2 separate regions of the Capra hircus genome follow, and region 1 is linked to region 2. Evidence: chromatin contacts called from public Hi-C data. All regions are on one chromosome and are shown on one strand. The core of a region is the stretch at or near the end of the contact, and the rest is flanking DNA. Distances in the headings are between cores, read along the strand shown.

Region 1 (4,105 bases), core at 1,041-3,540, 170 kb after region 2:
GGGCGGTGTGAGCGCCAGGCTCTTGGCTGAAAAGGGGCTCTAGAGCACCAGTCTGGGAAGAGCCCTTCGGACTCGAGGCTGCCCGAGCACCTCCTGGGTTTGCTGGAGGGGCTGGGACAGGCCTGGCTCTCTAACACGCTGTCTCCCCGCCCCCGCTGGGACAAGAGCAGGTGAGCACCCCGCCCCGGGGCTCCTCCTGCAACGGGGACTTGCCAGGGTCGGGGGCTCGGTAAGAGTGCTCACCTGCTCAGACAGGCGCTCACAGGGGAAGCAAGCCTCAGTGGGGCCTGAGTCGCTGGAGACGCCTGGTGAACGCAGGTACCTGCTCGGGACAAAGGCTCTTTTTGGAGGTTTGCACCCATGAAGAGCTGTTAGAACTAAAGCTGGCTCATCTCCTGTCACCTAAACGTTGTCCAGCGTTCCCCTCTGAAGGCCCCTCCAAGAAGCTTATCCTGGTGCCCAGAGTGTGCAACGTGTGTGGGGTGCCCTCCACGTGCCGGGGGCATCCAGGGCTCAGCGTCATCTGGCCAGGGGGCTGGCCTCCTGACACAGGGTGTTTCTCTGGTGAGGAAGGGGCGGCCCTGCGGCTGAGTCTGAGTGCTCCCCTCCCCCGCAGGGAACCAGTTAGATGGAGAAGTCAGAGGCATTGGCGACAGTTTTATTGACAAAAGGCTGAACAGCCCCAGACTTGTTAGGTCTTCTTTCTTATATTTTAGCAAGAAGGGTCTCTGTCTACGTCGCCACTGTCCACTCCGTTTCAGAGGCAGGCTCTTCACACACCTGCTGCGCCCCACCCTTCAGGAGGTGCAGAGATGCTGTGCACAGAGGTGCCCCCCGGTATGGAGGGAGGCGTGGGGGCCTGGTGCACACCCGCCGTGGAGCGCACCCCACGCCTCCAGCTCACGTCAGCCGTGAGTTCTGTCCCCGAGATGGCGGGTTCACGGCACATCTGCCTGGAAACAAGGCTGCTTCATCCCAGTGACCTCCCTTCTGCTCTCCTTAGGGGCTTCAGAAGCGTCTGCCCCGGGCCCAGCGTGTGCCGGAGGCAGGGGACGGCTCTGTGGGAGCAGCCGGCGGACAGATGCCCCAGGGCCGCGTGGGGCGCGCCGTCCACTCCTGCGGCCCCTACACGGCGCTGCTGAGCTTCACCTCGGCCTGTTCTGCGCCGTCCGGGACCACGGCCTTCAGGGCCGCGTGGCAGAGGCGGTTCAAGGCCGACAGGCCGGTTTTCTGCTCCAGGTAGAGCCGCAGCTTGTCGCGGAAGGTCTCCCCGAGGAAGCTGTAGATGAGCGGGTTGAGGCAGCTGTTGGAGAAGGCGGCCAGGTTGACCACGTGGCCGGCCAGCGGGTGGGCGTGGCGCGGGGAGCGCTGGCAGGGCGCGGCCCCGGGCGGCGCGCGCTGGAGCAGGTGCACGCTGATGAAGACGTTCTCGGGCAGCCAGCACACGAAGAAGACCAGCACCACGGCCAGGATCATGCGCAGCGCCTTCTGCCTCCGCGGGCGCAGGCCGCGGCGCCGCGGCGCGCTCACCAGCGCGCGCACGATGAGCGAGTAGCAGAGGCCGATGACGGCGAAGGGCAGCACGAAGCCCAGCGTGACCTCCAGCCACTGCACCTCCCGCACGTCCGCGAAGCAGAAGCACGCGTCCTCGCCGTGCTGCAGGTGGACGGCCGTGAAGGGCACCAGCGTGGCGGACACGGAGGCCAGCCAGATGAGGCCGCAGCTCAGCCGCGCGCGGGGCTTGGTGCGGAGCGGGCCGCAGCGCACGGCCTTGGCCAGGGCCAGGTAGCGGTCGAAGCTCATCCAGGTGAGGAAGAAGACGCTGCTGTACATGTTGGCCTGCAGGAAGAGCGACATGAAGGTGCAGAGCGCGGCGATGCCGTAGTACTGCTCGTCCAGGTTGAACACCTCGATGAGCGAGTCTGCCACCAGGATGAGGTCTGCGGCTGCCAGGTTGATGAAGTACAGGTCGGGGATGGTCATCTTCTCCCGGAAGCGGATGTTCACCACCAGGATGAGCAGGTTGCCCACGAAGCCGATGGGGAAGAGGAAGACGGTGTACAGGCAGGAGAGGAAGAGCCCGATGGCGTACTGCTGCCGCTCCGAGAGCGCCGCCGAGCCGTTGGCCAGCGCGCGCGGCAGCTCCAGCCCTGCGGCAGTGCCGTTGTAGGCGCCGGTCGGCAGCTCCATGTCGAGCCGGGGCCGCGGGGGCGGCGGGCCTCTCAGGATGCGCTGCGCTGCTCCCGGAAGCCCGTGCTGAGCAGGAAACGCATCTTGAGAGAGAGGTGGTGCTCCTGGAAGTGAGCCAGGCGACCGTGAGGCCAGAGCGGGTCCCTGGGCACCTGTGCAGCCAGAGGCTGCGCCCTCACTCTGGGGCACCTGGGAAGCGAGAGCAGAGGGTCAGCGGGTGCCAGGGTGCGCCGGCGGGGGGGGGCACACACGCGTGGGTGGGCTGGGGTGTGTCCCCTCCGCCCGGAGGGTGGCCAGCCCTGAGCTGGAGCAGGGGAGTCACACACAGATATCACACACCCGGGTTCTCCCGAGGCTCCAGGGCCCTGGGCCTGAGGCCCGCCAGAGACAGCTCTGGAGGGAGCAGGGCGGGGTGTCTTGGTGGGGGGTGGGGAGCCTTAGGAGGATGAGAGGGGAAAGGTGACTCTCTGGAAGAGTGGACCCAGCGCACGCCAAAGGTGCAGCCGGCTTTGCTCTTCAGCTGCACAGGTGCAGGGACCCAGTGGTCCTGGCCAATCCTGAGTTCGGGTGCTGAACGTGAAGTTGTTTTCATAACATGAAATGGAAAAAAGTGGTCATTGTTTCAGGACCTAAATTTTAAAATTTGTCTTAGTTTTGTCGGTTATTGTAAAACCAGAAGTATCTCCTTCCTGCTGCCTGCAGCCTAGAAGCGCTGTGACCAGGAGGCTGGGAGGGAAACCCTCCCGGACCTCTGCTTTTGCCAGTCCTGCCCTGGTGGCCGCCAGCGCCCAGCTGGACGCAGGCTCTCCTCATGTGCTCCCTGAGCCTCTGGGCAGGGCCTGGGGTAGCGGGGCATCCCGGGCTGCGGTGGGGGGTAGGCGGCCAGGCAGCTGGGTGGGAGCAAGGAGCCCTAGCAACCGGCCTCACCTGCAGATGGTTGGGAATCGCTTCCAAAGTGTTGCCAAAGCAACAGACACTTCCTGAGCAAGCGCTTGAAAGCACCGTTAAAAACAAGGAAAGCAAAGAGATACATCAGGACCCGCGAGTCAGTTACTTTAAAAAGACTCGGTAGCCTCTGCTTCTGGGGCTGATACACTGGATCTTACTGGTGGCTCCATGCTATCTATTCGTCTCTGGTCAGTAATCCCAATTTGAACCAGATAAACGCCACTGTTCTTGGATCCCATCTGTAATGTTTAGAGCCTCTGTTTTTAAATTTCTTTGTAAAAGCTGCTTAAGAGTATTTGCTTTGCTCTTTTAATGTGGGGATTTGGGAGGTTGTGGGCTGATCTCCGGAAGTTCAAGGCCAGCAGAGCCGTGGGGCACACCCGGCCTCCACAGTGCTCCCCTGCCCTCTTCTTTCCCGAGTGCTCTCCCATCCTCCACCGTTGCTGCTGTTTCTGTGCTAGTCTTGAGAAAAGACAGGCGTGAGTCTTAACTGCTACACACTTTGCTCATGAAAGTTGGCCACGAATTCACAGATAGAAAGGCGAGTGTTAAACAGTGGGGCCTTGTCTCAGATTGCCACCACTTGTCCAGATCTAGGAAGACGAGCCGCGTTCTTGTGAGCTCTCTCGTGCTGAGTGGCTCAGCCGCGTCTGACTCTTTGCGACCCCGGGGACTGTAGCCCGCCAGACTCTTCTGTTCATGGGATTTTCCAGGCAAGAACACTGGAGTGGGCTGCCATTTCCTTTTCCAGGGAGATCTATTAGCTATGTGTTCTACATATTAAATTAATCTCAGGCTGGTGGGCATCTCACTGAAGGAGAAAGCAAAGTGCCGGCTGTCAGAGGACAAAAACCGTTCACCATCCCCGCTGTCCTGTGATACAAAAGAACCTTCCCGCTGAGCCTCCGTATTGAAGTCCCAGTGGGGGCGCCTGGGTTGTCCACATCGGCCCGGCCGCTGTTAACCA
Region 2 (4,232 bases), core at 629-3,128:
CTGTGCCAATTGAATATGAGATGTTCTCGTCAATATGAATCAAAGTATGGATTAATGAAAACCTAAATTCGGGTTGAGCTTCATAAACTAGAAATTAAAAGGACTGAAGAACAACCTTTCAATGGGGTTAATTCTGAAGGAGCTGGTACTTATCCTAAGACGGCTATTTTCCTTTTTGCTGAAAGACGAGAGTTGTGAGGCGTGGTCCCCTGTGGGAGCCCAGCTGACCTAGGCGTTTGCAGTGTGTGTTTGCTTTGACCAGCTGTGCTATAAATCCTGGTGACTGAAGTTCAGGCCGTGGTTGCTTTTCTCTAAGTCTTCCTGATTCTTGCAGGTGACGTTTTACTCTGCCGTCTGTGCTTTGGACACGTTCTTACAATGGAGTTCCCTGATTTGGGGAAGCACTGTTCAGAGAAAGCGTGCAGGCAGCTAGGCGAGCAGTTTTGAGAGAACCGCAGCAGAAGTTGGGCGTTCTGTCATCTGCGTGCCGGGAGAACCGGCCGTTGTCTTTGTCAGCTGACGTCCTTTGGGTCTTGGCCCTTGGGGCTCTTCAGCAATGAGGTGCTGGACTGAGGTTGAGGCTCTGTACAGCCCGGTAGGAGGCTGGCTGCCCGCGCTGGGTGGATGAAGAGTGCTGCTTAGACACTCAGGTGCCCCCTGAGCTGAGATCTCTCTGGAAAGGGTAGCTGCACCCATTCTGCAGTGTTGCTGGCGTTGTGAAGTTCACAGATCCCAATCATTTTATTCTCTTGTAATACCTCGAGGATGTGTTTGACAGGCGTTATATGAACTCAGGGAAGGTAAATACTAGTCTTTAAAGCACTTCACTGTTTTGGTTTTTTTTTTTTAATAGATTTTCTTCCGTTAAAATGTGACGCGTGTAAACAAGATTTCTGTAAAGATCAGTTACGTATGCTGCACATAAGGGTCCCCTTGCATTCACCAAGGTAATCGATCATACTTCTTTCTGAAGATTCTGATCCTCCCTCTCCAGAGCTGCGCTGCCTGAGGTAGTGGACGCGAGCCACATGTAGCTGAAGCTCAGCTGGAGTGAAAGGAGCCATAAAGTCCTGTTAGGATTAGGTTAGTCCTGTGTGGACAGGGCAGGGAGGAGCGTCCACCTTCCCAGGAAGCTCGGGCCGCGCAGCTCAAAAACCACAGGTTATTCTCGAGGGTTCCTGGAATCAGTTGCTGTATCCAGACCCTCCAAGCTTACTTAACTTGTTGAAACATTTAGTTTAGCCAGCACTCTGCTGGTTCCCCATGGTGGCAGCTCAGATGTGCAGATGGTGGCCTTTCAGGCTTAGACCAGTGTTGGCTGTGGTCTGGGCCCTCACTGATCCATGGGGGCGGGGGAGGGTGACTCATGTTCGCCAGCACCAAGGACCAGGCAAAACTGTGGTTTTGTTGACTTGACCTTCCTGTTTCCCTGGATAGGGTGAGTCTGCCTAGAGATGACTCAGCATTGCTTGCTTGCTTAACTCGCCCACGGGCCAGCTGTGGGAGTGCCCCTGGGTGGTGTTCAGCTCCGATTCCAGGCACTCTGGGGTTACCTGTCACCCGCCCACATCAGCATCACCTCAGTGTGCTCCCGAGTGAAGCCAGCCCAGCCTGGCCCTGAGGGATCCCTCCCGAGTGAAGCCAGCCCGGCCTGGCCCTGAGGGACCGCTCCCGAGGGAAGCCAGCCCGGCCTGGCCCTGAGGGACCGCTCCCGAGGGAAGCCAGCCCGGCCTGGCCCTGAGGGACCGCTCCCGAGGGAAGGCAGCCCGGCCTGGCCCTGAGGGACCGCTCCCGAGGGAAGCCAGCCCGGCCTGGCCCTGAGGGACCGCTCCCGAGGGAAGCCAGCCCGGCCTGGCCCTGAGGAGTGCTGACCGTGCCAGGCGCTCCGCTGCTTCGTGCCCTGCTGCACCCTTCCAGAGCCCCCGTCCTGGGCTTGGCGGGTGGCCACATCTGCCCGTGTGGGCATGGCGGAAGCCCCGTGAGCATCGGGAGGGCCGCTGGCCGGCGGGGCCGAGGCTCCTCAGCTGGCGTTGGCTCCTGGCAGCCCCGCCCGCCCTGGAGGCATCTGGGCAGCTTCTCCACTCACTCCTGGTGCCGGACAGACGGCCCTGCCGTCCCGAGGCTGGCCATCCGGACTGCCCGCCCGCTGCCCTCCTGGGTGGCCTCCCCGGCTCTCCTCGGGGGGTCTCTGCGGGCGGGTGATTGTCCGTTGGGCATTGGCTCCCCTGGGGTCCGCCCGAGCTGACTGCCAGTCCTCCCGTGAGGACGGTCCTTTCTGTCGTGTGCGTGAGTTTGGTTCTCTGATCAGCCCTGTCGTCTCACGCTTGTTGTTTAGGATGGCCGGGTCCTGGTGTGCCCACCCTGTAATGGCCCTGTCCCAGTGAGACGGGGGGAGAGCCCCGATGTGGCGGTCGGAGCGCACGTGGATGGAGACTGTCGGCGTCCCCCCGGGCAGGAGACAGCGAAGGTGAGGCGGGTGCCGCGTCCTCGGCGGAGAGGTAGAGTTAGACCCTAACGATCGTCGGTGAACAACAGGGAGGCCTTCGGGCTGCAGTCCTCAGGGTCGAAGCAGTTGGACACAGCCGAGCGGCTGAACTGAACAGTTTGCCGAGTGTTTCTCGTGGACTGTGAGCGGCGTGGGCTCACAAGTGTGTTTCCTCATTATCAGGGTCTACGTTAGGGTTTGCTTTCCTTACAGGAGTCTCACTGTTTCTCTGAAGGCGGAGAGTTAGCGTGGTTTCTCGGAATCCCTGCCCACGTGCACTTTTTTCCTGAGCTCCCAGGAGGCAGCGCAGCACGCTCTGATGGCGCGCAGACCCCAGCGCTCGTCTGTCCGTCGGGAGTGGGCGTGGGGCCGCCTGCCTTCCCCGCTGCTGCGGGGCCCGGCACCCTCGCTCCGGCGGCGCTCCTGGCGCTCGTGGGCGCCCGTGAGCGCCTTGTCCCGGTGTGGCAGCCTCACGCGGGCTGAGCCTCGCAGACTGGGAGCCCTGGGCCCGCGCCCGCTCTGCCCGCGCTCCTCTGTGCTGGCCCTGCTGGGCCGGCCTGTTCTCCCCCAAGTTCCCATCTCTGTGTCCCCGTGTGGGTGCTCGGTGCTGGGTCCTGGTCACTCAGGCTCGCGGCGGTCAGGGCAGCTCTGCTGTGGGGAGGGGTCTCCTGGAGGCACAGCCTCCTCCCCCAAGCCTCCGCACCAGCTTGCAGGGTGTCGCGTGTGCTGAGCGCGTCCTGCTCGTCCGCGAGCTTTCCCTAAAGGCCGGGCTGTTCCTTTCATCTTTTGCAGTTTTGCGTTCATCCCTTTTCAGAACATCTCTTGGCCACTGCAGAGCTTCAGGCGGAGTCGGAGCCGCCACCCATGACCACCTCGGTGTCTGAGGAGCCCCGGGCTGGCTGCGGCCTGTCCCGCACTCAGAGAAGGGGCTCGAGGGCCTCCCGCATGGCCCCGCTCTGCGCGCTCCCCGGGCCGACCAGTGGTCCTCCGGGATGTGGACTGCGCGGCCCCCTCTCTCAGCCTCCAGCGCGTCTCCAGGCCCCGCTCCTGTGAGGCCGAGTCGCCGTCTGCCGCCGCGGGTTCTGGCTTCCGGTCCTCGGCCGTCTCCGTGTGCTCCAGCCGCTCCCTGCTTCCCGCGCTCAGTGCAGGACAAAGTCGATTATGACAGCCTGGAGCAGAAGGCAAAGCCTGCCCTGAGCCTCCGCCCCAGGCTCTCTGCTCGGTCCCTGCCCGCTGCTCCTTGCTGTCCCCTGTGCTCGGCCACTGCCTGCCTTGGCGGGGGGCCACCCCCGGCTGCTGGCCCTGCCTCCTCCCTTGCACCTGCACAGTTGGGAGTGTCTGGCAGCTTAGGTCACCCAGAGGCCCCCGCTGGAGCACAGGCGCCGCTGGCCCCGGGCCCCCGCTGGCTCCCCTCGCGCTGCGTGGCCTTCTGTGACCGTCTGCCCCCACCCCCATCTCATCTCTTTCTGGGAGCGCCCCCAGCACCCGCGAGCCCCCCGGCACGAAGTGCTGGCTGCTGGCTCTGTGTGTGTCTGTTAAGTTTCCTACACGCTTAGTTAGCATTTTTCTGTTTACCTGACAGGTCTCAGTGAAAGCCCGGCACCTTCATACTGTTAAGAACTGATGTGGGTTGAGGGTTGAGGGTCTTACTTGGGGGCTTGCTGAGTGATCCCTCAGCGAGGCGGTTGGGACATTGAAGTGACTTGTGCTTTCCCAGGTGTTTACGTCCCGCTGCTCCAGAGAGGGC

The links. A called contact is a pair of places that touch in the nucleus more often than the background predicts.
Region 1: a contact with region 2 is called in a Hi-C map of blood, with 5 times the contacts expected there. The contact joins the promoter of GPER1 here to the enhancer-like site in region 2. A contact is called at or near these places in 2 of 5 Hi-C or Micro-C datasets (both in blood).

Annotation. Positions count from the first base shown.
Region 1 is chr25:42,537,242-42,541,346 of ARS1.2, forward strand. GPER1 (G-protein coupled estrogen receptor 1) reads right to left here and starts at 2,291. Exons shown (of 1, transcript XM_018039918.1): 1 at 1,025-2,291. The coding sequence starts at 2,190. The coding sequence ends at 1,126.
Region 2 is chr25:42,367,478-42,371,709 of ARS1.2, forward strand. It overlaps ZFAND2A (AN1-type zinc finger protein 2A), which reads left to right. Exons shown (of 5, transcript XM_018040941.1): 2 at 2,336-2,467; 3 at 4,203-4,232. Among named protein-coding and RNA genes, the nearest start is that of ZFAND2A, 3.2 kb to the left of the region's middle. Within about 2 kb of position 1,879, at least 2 of the 5 cell types and tissues checked have an H3K27ac peak or open chromatin away from gene starts, as enhancers often do.